Linked DNA regions of Mus musculus: regions 1 and 3 are each linked to region 2. A link is a contact called in public HiChIP or PLAC-seq data. All regions are on one chromosome and are shown on one strand. The core of a region is the stretch at or near the end of the contact, and the rest is flanking DNA. Distances in the headings are between cores, read along the strand shown. Region 1 overlaps Pepd (peptidase D). Region 2 holds the start of Chst8 (carbohydrate sulfotransferase 8). Region 3 overlaps Pepd (peptidase D).

Region 1 (3,590 bases), core at 621-3,120, 160 kb before region 2:
CTCACCAGCCCCTTTATGCTGAGTTCTCAGTGACCCCATGATCAGGTGCTCCTATTGGCTGAGGCCCACAGACAGACACTATTTCCCTCTATAGTAGTGGTTCTTAATCTTCTTAATGCTGTGACCTTTTAATACAGTTCCTCATGTTGTGGTTATAAAACTATTCCACTGCCACTTCATAACTAACTGTGCTGCTGTTATGAACTGTAATGTAAATATATGATATGCAGGATATCTGATATGCAACCGCAAAGGGATTGAGATCCACAGGCTGAGAATCACTGCTCTAGAATCTAGCCGTCCACATCTAGCCGTCCACATGGGCCACAGGTGGATGTGGCATGCACGATACACATGAGAAAACCAGCTGGTCTTCATGCCAAATCTTCGCACTTGACACCCTCTGTATACCTATACCTGTCCACCTGGCAGCGTGCTGGCAAAGCTTCAGACTGCTCTGTCCGTAACTCAGAGATCCAGGCACCAAGCTCCCCCCAGGATACCTAGCAGCCCAGTGTAATGCACAGCCAAGGAATCCAAAAAGAAAAGAGAGTTTTACATCAGTGTAGACCAAAGCAAAGGATAATACTAAGAAATTATAGTCAGGGTACTGGAGGGAGGGCTCAGGGGTCAAAAGCACTTAGTGATCTTTCAGATTTGGTTCCAGGGCCACATCATGTAGAGTTACTACTTGTAACTCCTGTTCCAGGGATCCACTGTCCTCCTCAGGCACCTGTATGCACATGGTACACATAAACTAACACACACACACACACACACACACACACACACACACACACATACACACACGCACACATGCATAAGAGAGGAATGACAAGATGGCTCAGCAGGGAAAAGCACTTGTCTCCAAGCCTGACAACCTGAGTTTTGATCCTTGGGGACTCAAGAGTCAGAAGAGATAATCTTCTGACCTCCACAGGCATGCTCAGGCATGCTCAGGCATGCGTGCTCCCCCCCCCCCCCCCACACACACACACACTAAACCAACTGACTAAATATGAGAGGTCAGTCAGTCTTTGGCAGAAGAAGGGGACTGACTCTAAGGATCCTGTGGACACCAAGCAGCATCCCCAGACACCCCAGCCGCTTGCACCCACACCTCCTCCCCTAACATTTCAAACCAACTGGAGGTTACCTATAAGACCCAAACAATGTCCACAGTGATTACATTGTGTAGCCTGCAGGAAGACAAAGAAAGGCCTGTGCATGTTCGGTTACTGACTCAAATTAAGTAAAAGTTTGTGCCACAGTTGGCAGGTGGCTGAATCTGTGATGCAGGATGCTCAGGTACAGAAAGCTGCTTGTATTATTTATTTGTATGGTTAGACGGGATAATGGCAGGGTAGTTATAGAAAGGGAAACATCTCACTGACTGAGAGACGTCTCCTGAAATATTTACATGGGGAATGACATGATGTCTGGGCTGTTCATATACGCCAGCAAACCAAAACATAAACACAGAACTAAACAACAGTGGATGAGCACCCCGGGGTTCATTACGCCATAGGACTCCCTTACATTTCTGAGAAATGAAACCCCTCCATTACACTCAGGCACTCCTTGCTACAGACCCAAAGCCCATGTAGCCCTGCCTAGGGGCGGCAGCAGGGTCAGGGACAAGGTCAGGGCTGAGGAAAGAGTGTCTCAGGGTCACTTCCAGAGCCAACCCCCTACAGCACAGGGTACAGCTGACTGACAGGCAGAGGTGGTGGGGGCCCCATGCTGAGATATGCTATTCCTGCTCTGATTTCTTGGTTATTTTTATTTGAGGCATCTGTTATGGGTCACTATGAGTCAACTCAATTGGGAACAGGTTTCTGGGCCAGTGCCAGTCTGAGGGGCTCATAGTTCCGCCTTCCACCCTGGGCTAGCCGATGCTTCTCATCTCAGATCCTTGAGTGGGAGGGGGAATGCTGTGCAAACTGCAATCAAAGAGGCTGTGCACGCCCTTCCCCAGTGTCCTTGGCAAGACAGAGGCTCCCTCAGCTTTGATAGACAGTTGTTACATGCCCCCTCCTGGGACACCATAGCAGCTGAGGAAAGCCATCTTAACAATTCCGTGTCCTTCAGGGTAAGAAGAGGACTCCAGGCACTCAGCTCACCTTTCAGGGTTAAACTCTGAAAAAAGGCCTCCATTTCCAAGTCCACAGTAAACACTAGTGTCCCACTGGCCACTGCTGACCCCACCTGTGTGCTCTTCACACTGATGTGGCAGGCAAGGCCATGAGGGTTGGGACAGCATAATAGTCCTTTCTCTGCTGCTATAATAAAATACCCAAGGTTGGCTATTTTATAAAAGAAAAGAGGTTTGCATAGTTTATAATTTTGGAAGCTAAAAGTTCAAGATGAGGCTCACTGGTTTGGTCACTTAAGAAGCTAGTGATCCAGGTGTGGCCAGGTTGGCTCTTTTTACAATCCTTTCTTAAGAACTACCTTTGAGTACAGGACTCCCAGTGACACAGGGGCCTCTCAATAGGCCCCACCTCAAAGGTCCAACTCTGGTCACATCACCACACTGTAGTCCCAGCTTCCCTGGGTCCTTCCAAGGACAGGAGCCCTTGGAAGACACAGCAGAAAAGAATCAGTTTTCCCTCACACAGGGCAGGCCTGATGGCCACCAGAGGGGTCTGGGGCTGTCAGCATGGGAAAGGGGATAACAGTTGTCAAGCACATACAAACCCAGGTAGGAGAGGGAACCTGGGATGGGAAAGGTGACAAGTCCATCTCGGGGCCACGGGGTAGTCACCGATGGGAGACCCAGGACAGGGTGAGGGATCTGATCTGGGTCATAGAGCAGAGCAGGGCTTCCCCAGGCAGCGCCCAGGCATGCCGACCAGCGAGTGGCAAGCCTAATTGGAGCTGGAGTCAGACGGGGCTCTCCAGGGAGCTTTATGAGCCACTTAACCATCTCTCGACCCAGTCGCCCGAGCACAGCAGCCATAATGGTGCTGTTTACACATAAAAATGGCAAGCTGTTTTACTAGTGGCTTTTGGAGGTACGATAGCGGCTATTGGGTAAAGTTCCCCCCACAAATTGCAGAAACAAAGTCCAGGAGTGGAATGATGGGACACTAAACCAGCCTGGAAAGTGATCAAGGCCCATTACCATCAAACACTGCCAGGAGCCAGGGAGGTGGCCGCCACCAGAGGGACCATAATCTCTGCCTAGGATCCCAAGGCTGCATATAGTCCCCACTTGATCGCGTGTGCTCTGCTCCAGCCCCTCATCTGTTACTTGCTTGGGGAACATAAATTGCTGGTTTTTTACATTTTAATCTTTACTCGGAGACACACAGCTTACCTTTCCATCTCGTATTCCTTCATCCCCACTTTTACAGCCTTCATTACCTAGAGGACGGGCATTAAGCAAAGACATTTGTATTAAGCAGATAAGTAACACGGCTTTATAAATAATGTATAACACTTTTTCAAAAGCTCCTCTTTAAAGGAAAAAGGAGGGGTGATCTGTGCACAGTGGTGCAGAAAAGTGACAAATTGGACCTTTGCAATGGCTCCAAGACCCACAGAGTTTACGTGGACCACTGTGGAGCACCTTGGTTTGGAAGCCG
Region 2 (3,626 bases), core at 680-3,179:
ATGTGAACCACACTGGTAACTGCTCAGTGGAGCTGCGGCCAGGACTCTGGGTGGTGTGGCCCTTTGGAGGTGGAGGAGCCACAAAGGCACGGGGACCAGCTGGCTGGAAGGCAGGTAACTTTTTACCCATCCCCTTCTTTGTTTCTATCTTTTCTACTCTGCTCTGACAGTGTTTGGCTATAGCTTGGGGTTTTTACTGCCCCAATCCTCCCGACTCTCCACTCCTGTCCCTCAAATCCATTATGTTCAACTGAACTTGACTAAGGGGACATATACTTGCACCTTCCTTCCCACGAGTAGCTTGTACAGCCAGAGGAGCTGTAGAGGTCACAGCACAGCCGGAGCCTCAGACCATCTTGAGCTCTCTGGCATTCCACTTTGAAACCGGGATACCTGGGCCAACCCCAGCTCCACCAACCCCACCCCCACCCCCACCCAGAATTGTTGACAGTAGCACCTTAGTGGCATCTTGTAGCACATACTTCATTGTTGCAAAACTAAAAAGGGATAAAAGGTAGCTGGGTGTTGTGTTACATGCCTGTAACCCAAGCACTTGGAGGCTGAGAAAGGAAGATCATGTGTTCATGGTTAGCCTGGGCTACACAGAGAGAACCTATCTCAAAAACAGAAACAAAACAAAAACAATGGAAGGGAAGGCTACCATATGCTTGACTGCCAACTCACTTGCCCTGAAGAGGATCCTTGGATACTCTGAGTTCACAGCAGTCATTAAAGAAGCCCAACTACCACTCAGGCCTTTCAAGCTTGCTAGTGTTAGAGGCTCCCTTGCCCTCCACATCTCTAGTGTTAGTATCTCTGCTCCTTATCAGGGCTGCCACACCCTTATCTGGTCACTCAAAGGCCACAGATCCACCTCAGTCTTTAGCTTCATCACCCATCTGGGATGGAGCTGGGTCAACCAACCAACCAATCAACCAACCAACCAGTCCACTCAGGGAGGGGAGAGGCCACAGCCACCGCTCTGTTTTACTGGAAGCTTCTTTTCAGTTTTGTTTTGTTTTGTTTTGTTTAATTTTATTCTGTATGTCCCTTCAAGACCAGGCTTGTTTACTGGTTGGCACCGCTGAGAATGGTTGCTAGATGCGCACCCAGCCTTCCCTTCTAGTGTCTGATTGCCCCCTGCAGGTCGGGGCTTCTCTTCTCTGGAAAAATCAAGATTTGAATCCACAGCCCTGGAACCGAGTCCCGGTTCTACACTTGTACTGTGTGGCTGTGGGTAGGAGGTTTCCCCACTCATTTATTCTGGGTTTGGAGGGAGGGGAGAGGTTGCTTGCTTCAGCCCTCAAGCTGGTGCCAGACCGACGCTTAAGGATGAAGTTCTTAAGTGAGAATCCGGCTCACTGGGCACTTGTGGTTAACTGAGACCCAGAAATTTAGTGGTGAGTGCCAACAAGAGACAGGCCTTGTCCAAATTCCACGCGTACTGTAGTCTGGGAACCTACCTGAATTTTTCTGCGCACCAATTCCTTTGCAAGCCCCGCGGCCGCTCAGCTTTGGGTCCAAGACCCTGCTTGCTAGCGCCTTCTCTTTTTCCCTAGGTCAGCGCAGGGTTACTCAGTGTCGCCACTGGGGCAGTGGCAGCTAAGAAGCTGCGGAGTGGAGTCAAGCGGCAGACCAGAGTCCAGCACTCGGGGATCCCCGAGCTGGGCGCAGCCCGCGCCAATACCGCCCCACCCCCCCGCTGCCTCCCGACCGCGCCCAGCGGCAGCTCCCACAGAGCGCGCGGCCAGTGGGGCTGCTGAAGCCGCAGAGCGCGCGTGGGCGTGGCGCCCGTGAGCTCCCGAGAGGGCTGAGCGATCGGGGAAGAGATTTCCCCCATCTCTGCCCTGCCACCGGGATCGCCTCTTTCCACCGTGGGGCGGGGCCCGGACTGGGGGCGGGGCGCCGGGCGGGCGCGGCGCTATTTCCAGCCTTGCCGGAGGCTTCGCTCGCACTTCGCTGGGAGCCTTCCCGGCGCGTGAGCCGGATCCGGTGGCACCGCGGGGAAGAGACAGGACCGGGCGGTGGCGGCAGAGACAGGGGGACGCACCCGGTGCAGAAGATCCAATAGGAGCACGCCGCCGCAACCTCTCCCGCGCGCTCCGGTCGCCGACTCTACGCCGATCGCCCACTCCCCGCACCTTGGACTACACCGGGAAAAAGACGCAGCCTGGCCCGAACTGGGGCGGAGATCCTTCTTGCTTCCCAAGAGCTCCGGAGGGAAGATTCTCCCGCCGCCGAGAACCCCGCCGGACTGGAGGAACCCGTGGCCTGGAGAGCGCTGGCTGTGCCAGGTAAGTGGCTGCGCCCTGTTCCCTCTCTATGTTGATAGTTCACCCGAAGGGTTGTCCCTGGAAATCCCAGGATGATGCCGGGACTGTTCTGAGCGCAAACCCCGCCACTAGACGTGGTTCAGAGTCCTAAGCTGCAGGTGCTGTTGGGGCATGCGGTGCTTGGGTCTGGCGATACTTTGGGGACCAGCCCCCGTGAGTGGGAACTTTAATTAGACTTTGGATTCTTGGTTTTCTCCGCGCCTGGGAACTGCCTCTCTCTCCTAGGGCTCGCCTCCAGGACCCTTCGCTCCTCTTCTTAACCCTGGATGCTGGGTGCGTGTAAGCTGCTTTGGGCGCTGAGCGACGAGTGCTCGAGGGCCGGGCTGGAGCGTCCAGAGCGCCGAGGCTTTGGTGTGCGCTTGGAACTGGGACTTAGAGGCCAGTTGGGGTGCGTAGGGCGAAAGGGGAAGTTACAAGCGACCTTGGCTCCCTACCAGGAGACGCAAGGTGTCCCCGCGCTCCATCGCGCGCATCTCCACCCCTCAACTCTCTAGGGCCCCGGCCTGTTTTGTGCTCCCGGCGAGTGTGCGTGCGTCAGCGATCGCAAGGAGGTGTGTGTATGCGTGTGTCCCCGAGTGCGGGAGTCGGAGCCTCAGGCGGCTGAGGGTAGGGGATGGTGAAATGATCTGCTTTACAGCGGGACCGAGCTCAGCCCTAGCTAGCGGCTGTTGCAACTTCAGCTGCTGCGTGGGGCTGTTTTGCTCATACTATGGCCTGGCCAGGAGAATGTACGTTCTCTGGTTTGGGCAGGGTCAGAGGTGGCGCTTGGGCATCAAGTGACCTCTCTCTATTTCCCGCGCAGTACTCCAAACCCTAACTTTAGTTGTATATCTTGTCTCTGGGCCCTTCGGCCCTCACCTGGGGTTGTAACAGTCGGGGAACTGTGCCCTGGATTTCGGACATACCGGTTGGATCTTGGAACAGTCTGTCCTGCAGCCATTTCGGCATCACCGGAGATGCATCTCTAAGCCGCCTCCCAGCAGGACCCTAAGCGTGATTGGTTCTAAGGGGAACAGGCTTCTGGGCTCTCTGTATCTATGGATGTAGCCAGGCAGCAGGCCAAGTGGGAGACTCAGTTCGGGGCAAGGATGTAGCTCCAGATGGCAGGGGTGGGTAAAGGGGTAAAAGACAGGTTAACTCTTTCCCCACCTTCCCCCACACTCACAGGCTTGAGCTTCTGCCACTAAGCCTACTTTCTTTGGGTTCACCTTGACCGTTTACTGGTAGGTAGGAAGCCTTGTCTTCAGTCCCACCCTAGTACGAAACAACCTTTGCCCTGAAGAACTCTCCTTA
Region 3 (3,514 bases), core at 751-3,250, 220 kb before region 2:
ATTATAGTACTCTTTATGGATGGGGAATGCTGCCTAGCTCTCCTACCTCATCGCATTAGTGCTGCTAAATCTCACCCTGGCTTTCTAGAAACAGCAGATTCCCTGGGTATTGCTCAGAGGCATGGGGAAAGTGGTGGGCCATGCTACTCCTTGGTCTCACCTATCTTTGTGTGTGCTTCCCACCTGCAGGCCCAGTGGCTAAGATGTCTTTTCAAGCTCCTATTCCTCATCTTGGGCCTCTGGTAGAGAGACTTTCTCCAGGAAGTCCCTTCTGATCGGCCCTTCCTGGACTTCCAAAGCCAATCCTTGATAGCCCAGCAGGGCAGCAAAGCCTGGTCCTGAGTGGGTGGGGTTCTAGCCTTGCTCTGTGCCTGGCACTTGCTAAGTATGAAGAGTAAGCAAAGCACTAGCCTTCCCCATGGCTTGTCATCAACTGGAAATACATACTCCTGGATTTATAAGTAACCTGCATCCCACTCTTAAGATCAGAGTATCAGGATGGGAAGAGTATCCTAGTGGTTAGCACCACACCACCTAATAATGACGAGAGCCCAGAGAAGTGATGGTTTCTGTGCCCAGGCTCCAGGATGGGTTTCTGCTGGCCCCCTGCTCCACCTGGCTTCCCTTACTAGCACTCCAATGGGCCTGGAGCCTGCTGCTGGAGCCAGGGAAGCCTCTAAGAGTTTCAGCAGCATCCATCAAAGCCCCAGGCTTCCTGCCCAGAGTGTGACAGCCCTGGGGGGGATCCTAAGCCAAGCCAGGAAGGCAGCAGATCCCCTTCGCCTGCCCCCAGGCTACTTGGTCAGACAAAGAGCTCACTTCATATGTGGACAATGGCCCTCACGGGATAGTTGATGTGGGAGCCAGGCCTGTGGGGTGTGGGAGCAAAGGCATAAAGCCCAGGTCTCAGGGCAGGCCTTGGGAGCTACAGTGAGCTAGCCGCATGGCAGGCCAAGCTGGCATCAGGCCCAGGGCCTCTAGCCCAGCCCACCCTGCAGTGTCTACTTCAGGACCTTGGGGACTCATTCACCCTTTAGAGGGGCAGGAAGCAGCATGTGTCCAGGCTGCAGGCGCCTTGATGCTGCTGATGAAGCAGAGGCGGGGCTGGGAGCTGTTGTATGCATACTTCCTGAAGCTCTTGCCTCTACAGTCTGAGAGCACACATGCAAGTATTTGGAGCTAGGCAAAGAGAGCAGGGAGCAGGCCTTCCATCCTGTAACCAGTATGAGTGGTGGACAGTGGACCTCAGGTGGCCCTTCTGGGTCTGGCTCCTGCAAAGGGCACCATAGAGTAACATGAGGTCTCTGTACCACTAATGACACAACCTCCATATTCTTCATCATCTCTAAGGACAAGGGACAACAGGAGATGTAACCACTTGCCCTACTTGCCTGTCCAGGTAGGAGGGAGCCAGCCCCTCTCTCCATACACTGGTCAACAGAAGACATGGAGTCAGCTGTTGTGGACACTACCCTGTGTCTCTCTCTACTTCACCTGCATATCACCTACATTCCTCTCAGCCTCATGCTATCCTACACACACACACACACACACACACACACACACACACACACACACGACCACAGCAGCTTTCAGCAACAGCAGCTCAATCGGGGTGTTGTGTGGGGCAGATTGTGGCTACACAAGATAAGGAGAAACGGTGGATCCTGGGACGTGCCTGCCCCAATGCTTGATAGAAGGACTGAAACTTCAAGACCTAGCTGGGTATAGTGGCTCATGCCAGTCTGCACTGCAGCAGCATGGGCTGCTGGCCCTGAAGACACCAGAATCACTTAGAACTTGGACTCTACCCAGCCAGGATGAATAGTGTTCTCCCAGGTGCTGGAGTGGCCTGCCCACCCTGCCAACACTCCTGCAGACTCTCCAGTGACATCCTGGTGAAGCTCACCCCACCCTTACTCTCTAAGTGACAGAGCCTGCTCCTCCTCCTGGCTCAGGACAAGGAGCCAAGGCCTGCATTCTTCAACCCCCAGGGGCTGCAGCTGCTGGCCCATGTGTGATCTGATCATTCTCGTTCCTGCCTTTCCCCTGGGCGTCGTTGTGTGATTTCCTGCCTGTCTTTATTTATTCATCCTTGGAAGGTCTCAGGAAGCAGCCGGGCAGTCTCAGCAGGGCGTTTGTCTTGGCTCAGGAGCTGAACCCACAAACCAGGGGCAATTCCACTGAGATGGGCAGGGGGCTGACTTAGCCACTGCCAATTCATCACTATGGTGAGGCGATCTGTCCCCATCTGCTGAGCAGCTTTCTGTGAACACAGGACATTGAGCCCTGCAGGCCAGGCCTATACTGTGTGTCCAGACAAAAGTCTAGCTTAGCCCTTGTAGACCCTCAGTGTGTCATAATCTGTGGGAACAGCTGGGGACTCTGTTCTACCTTCCCACAAGGAATCTTCAGGCCACCAGCATGAACTCCCCTAGGCCAGGTCTGTGTCTACAATAGCCCAGCATTGACAAGAGTGGGTCTTTAGGGTGGCTCTGCCTCATGTGGTCCATAGGAGCTGAGTCTGGATGATGTAGACTAGTGACTGCCCCAAGTAGTCTGCATAGCGAGAAAATGTGACCAAGTGGGTGTAGGTATCCAGCCAAAGGCTTCTCTGAGTGCAAGTGGGGCCTGTCTTTGTGAGCCAGGCCACTTTCTGTACAACTGGAGTAGGTTGAGCTGGCCAAGCTACTAACTGGTGGTGATGGCCAGTGCTAGTAGGCTTTGCAGTAACCAAGACTCAGTAGCTTAGAGGGATGGAAGCATGGTGTTCCTGGATTAACAGATGGAGACACATTGCTGAGTGGACAAGCAGGATTCCTCTCTCCAATTTGCCCCCCTTGTGTCCATACTCCGGAGGCCTAGCTCCTCCTCCAGCCTCCACTGTGGCACATGGCAGACAATTCTGTGCCTTTCCTTCCTGTGTGGAGGTGGGGTCTGAAGCTCCATGCTCCCATGGTGACCACTGCTTTATCACCATGACATGAGGGTGGCTGGGCTCAGGTTTGCCTTGGGACTGTTCAACAGCAGGCTCTGCTCTGACTAGTGGGAACAGCCTTTTCTGGCCCAACTCTGGCATTTCCCTGCTGCCTGCAGGGGTTTGAAGATAGTACCTGATGTGACAGAGCAACTGCCAGCTCAACCCATGTAATGACATAGTCATCTGCAGAGAGTAGCTTGAGGTTGGTCTCACAGACACTGGATGGCAGAGACCGCAGCACTCACTCCAGGGACTGTGGCCAGTGAGGATCCTCAGTGGGGAGATGGCCCAGCCCGTGGTGGAGTGTCAAGTTCCACATCATGGAAGATAACATTCCACCCCACCTTCCCAGCCCAAACTATACCTCTGAAATACTGATCACTTAAACAGTGAACAAAACGAGCAAAAATGCTTACCTGTGATATAAAGATAGGAGGCTCTGGGCCCCTTAGGTAGCTGTCACTTGACTTCAGTTTTAAAAGGGACATAGTTTGAAAAAGCCTCTCCAGCTCCCAGTTCCTCCAGGGCTCGCTC

The links. HiChIP or PLAC-seq counts read pairs in DNA pulled down with a chosen protein or histone mark.
Region 1: a contact with region 2 is called in an H3K4me3 HiChIP or PLAC-seq map of embryonic stem cells, with 3 times the contacts expected there. The contact joins the enhancer-like site here to the promoter of Chst8 in region 2. A contact is called at or near these places in 8 of 39 promoter capture datasets (the 3T3-L1 cell line, cranial neural crest, embryonic stem cells and 4 more), 3 of 484 Hi-C or Micro-C datasets (cerebral cortex, myocytes and nephron progenitors) and 17 of 115 datasets of contacts at active chromatin or transcription factors (bone marrow-derived dendritic cells, craniofacial prominence, embryonic forebrain and 7 more).
Region 3: an H3K4me3 HiChIP or PLAC-seq map of stem cell-derived neural progenitor cells shows a contact between it and region 2, with 30 read pairs. The contact joins the enhancer-like site here to the promoter of Chst8 in region 2. A contact is called at or near these places in 11 of 39 promoter capture datasets (the 3T3-L1 cell line, the C10 cell line, cranial neural crest and 5 more), 3 of 15 datasets of contacts at CTCF or cohesin (embryonic stem cells, pro-B cells and stem cell-derived epiblast-like cells), 10 of 484 Hi-C or Micro-C datasets (the G1E-ER4 cell line, the HPC-7 cell line, brown adipocytes and 3 more), 10 of 115 datasets of contacts at active chromatin or transcription factors (embryonic forebrain, embryonic hindbrain, embryonic midbrain and 5 more) and 2 of 9 other capture datasets (embryonic stem cells and pancreatic islet).

What each region holds. Positions count from the first base shown.
Region 1 is chr7:34,971,436-34,975,025 of GRCm38.p6, reverse strand. It overlaps Pepd (peptidase D), which reads right to left. Exons shown (of 15, transcript NM_008820.2): 9 at 3,323-3,369. Among named protein-coding and RNA genes, the nearest start is that of Gm35534, 17 kb to the left of the region's middle. Within about 2 kb of position 1,870, at least 39 of the 459 cell types and tissues checked have an H3K27ac peak or open chromatin away from gene starts, as enhancers often do. A contact at or near this core is called in embryonic limb bud, embryonic stem cells and pancreatic cancer cells, where this site is marked.
Region 2 is chr7:34,811,014-34,814,639 of GRCm38.p6, reverse strand. Chst8 (carbohydrate sulfotransferase 8) reads left to right here and starts at 1,929. Exons shown (of 4, transcript NM_175140.4): 1 at 1,929-2,294. It overlaps Gm38987 (a long non-coding RNA gene), which reads right to left and starts at 1,932. Exons shown (of 3, transcript XR_881950.3): 1 at 1,464-1,932.
Region 3 is chr7:35,033,892-35,037,405 of GRCm38.p6, reverse strand. All of the region lies in intron 12 of Pepd (peptidase D), which reads right to left. Among named protein-coding and RNA genes, the nearest start is that of Gm35484, 6.4 kb to the right of the region's middle. Within about 2 kb of position 2,000, at least 92 of the 459 cell types and tissues checked have an H3K27ac peak or open chromatin away from gene starts, as enhancers often do. A contact at or near this core is called in brown adipocytes, cerebral cortex, neural progenitor cells and 1 more, where this site is marked.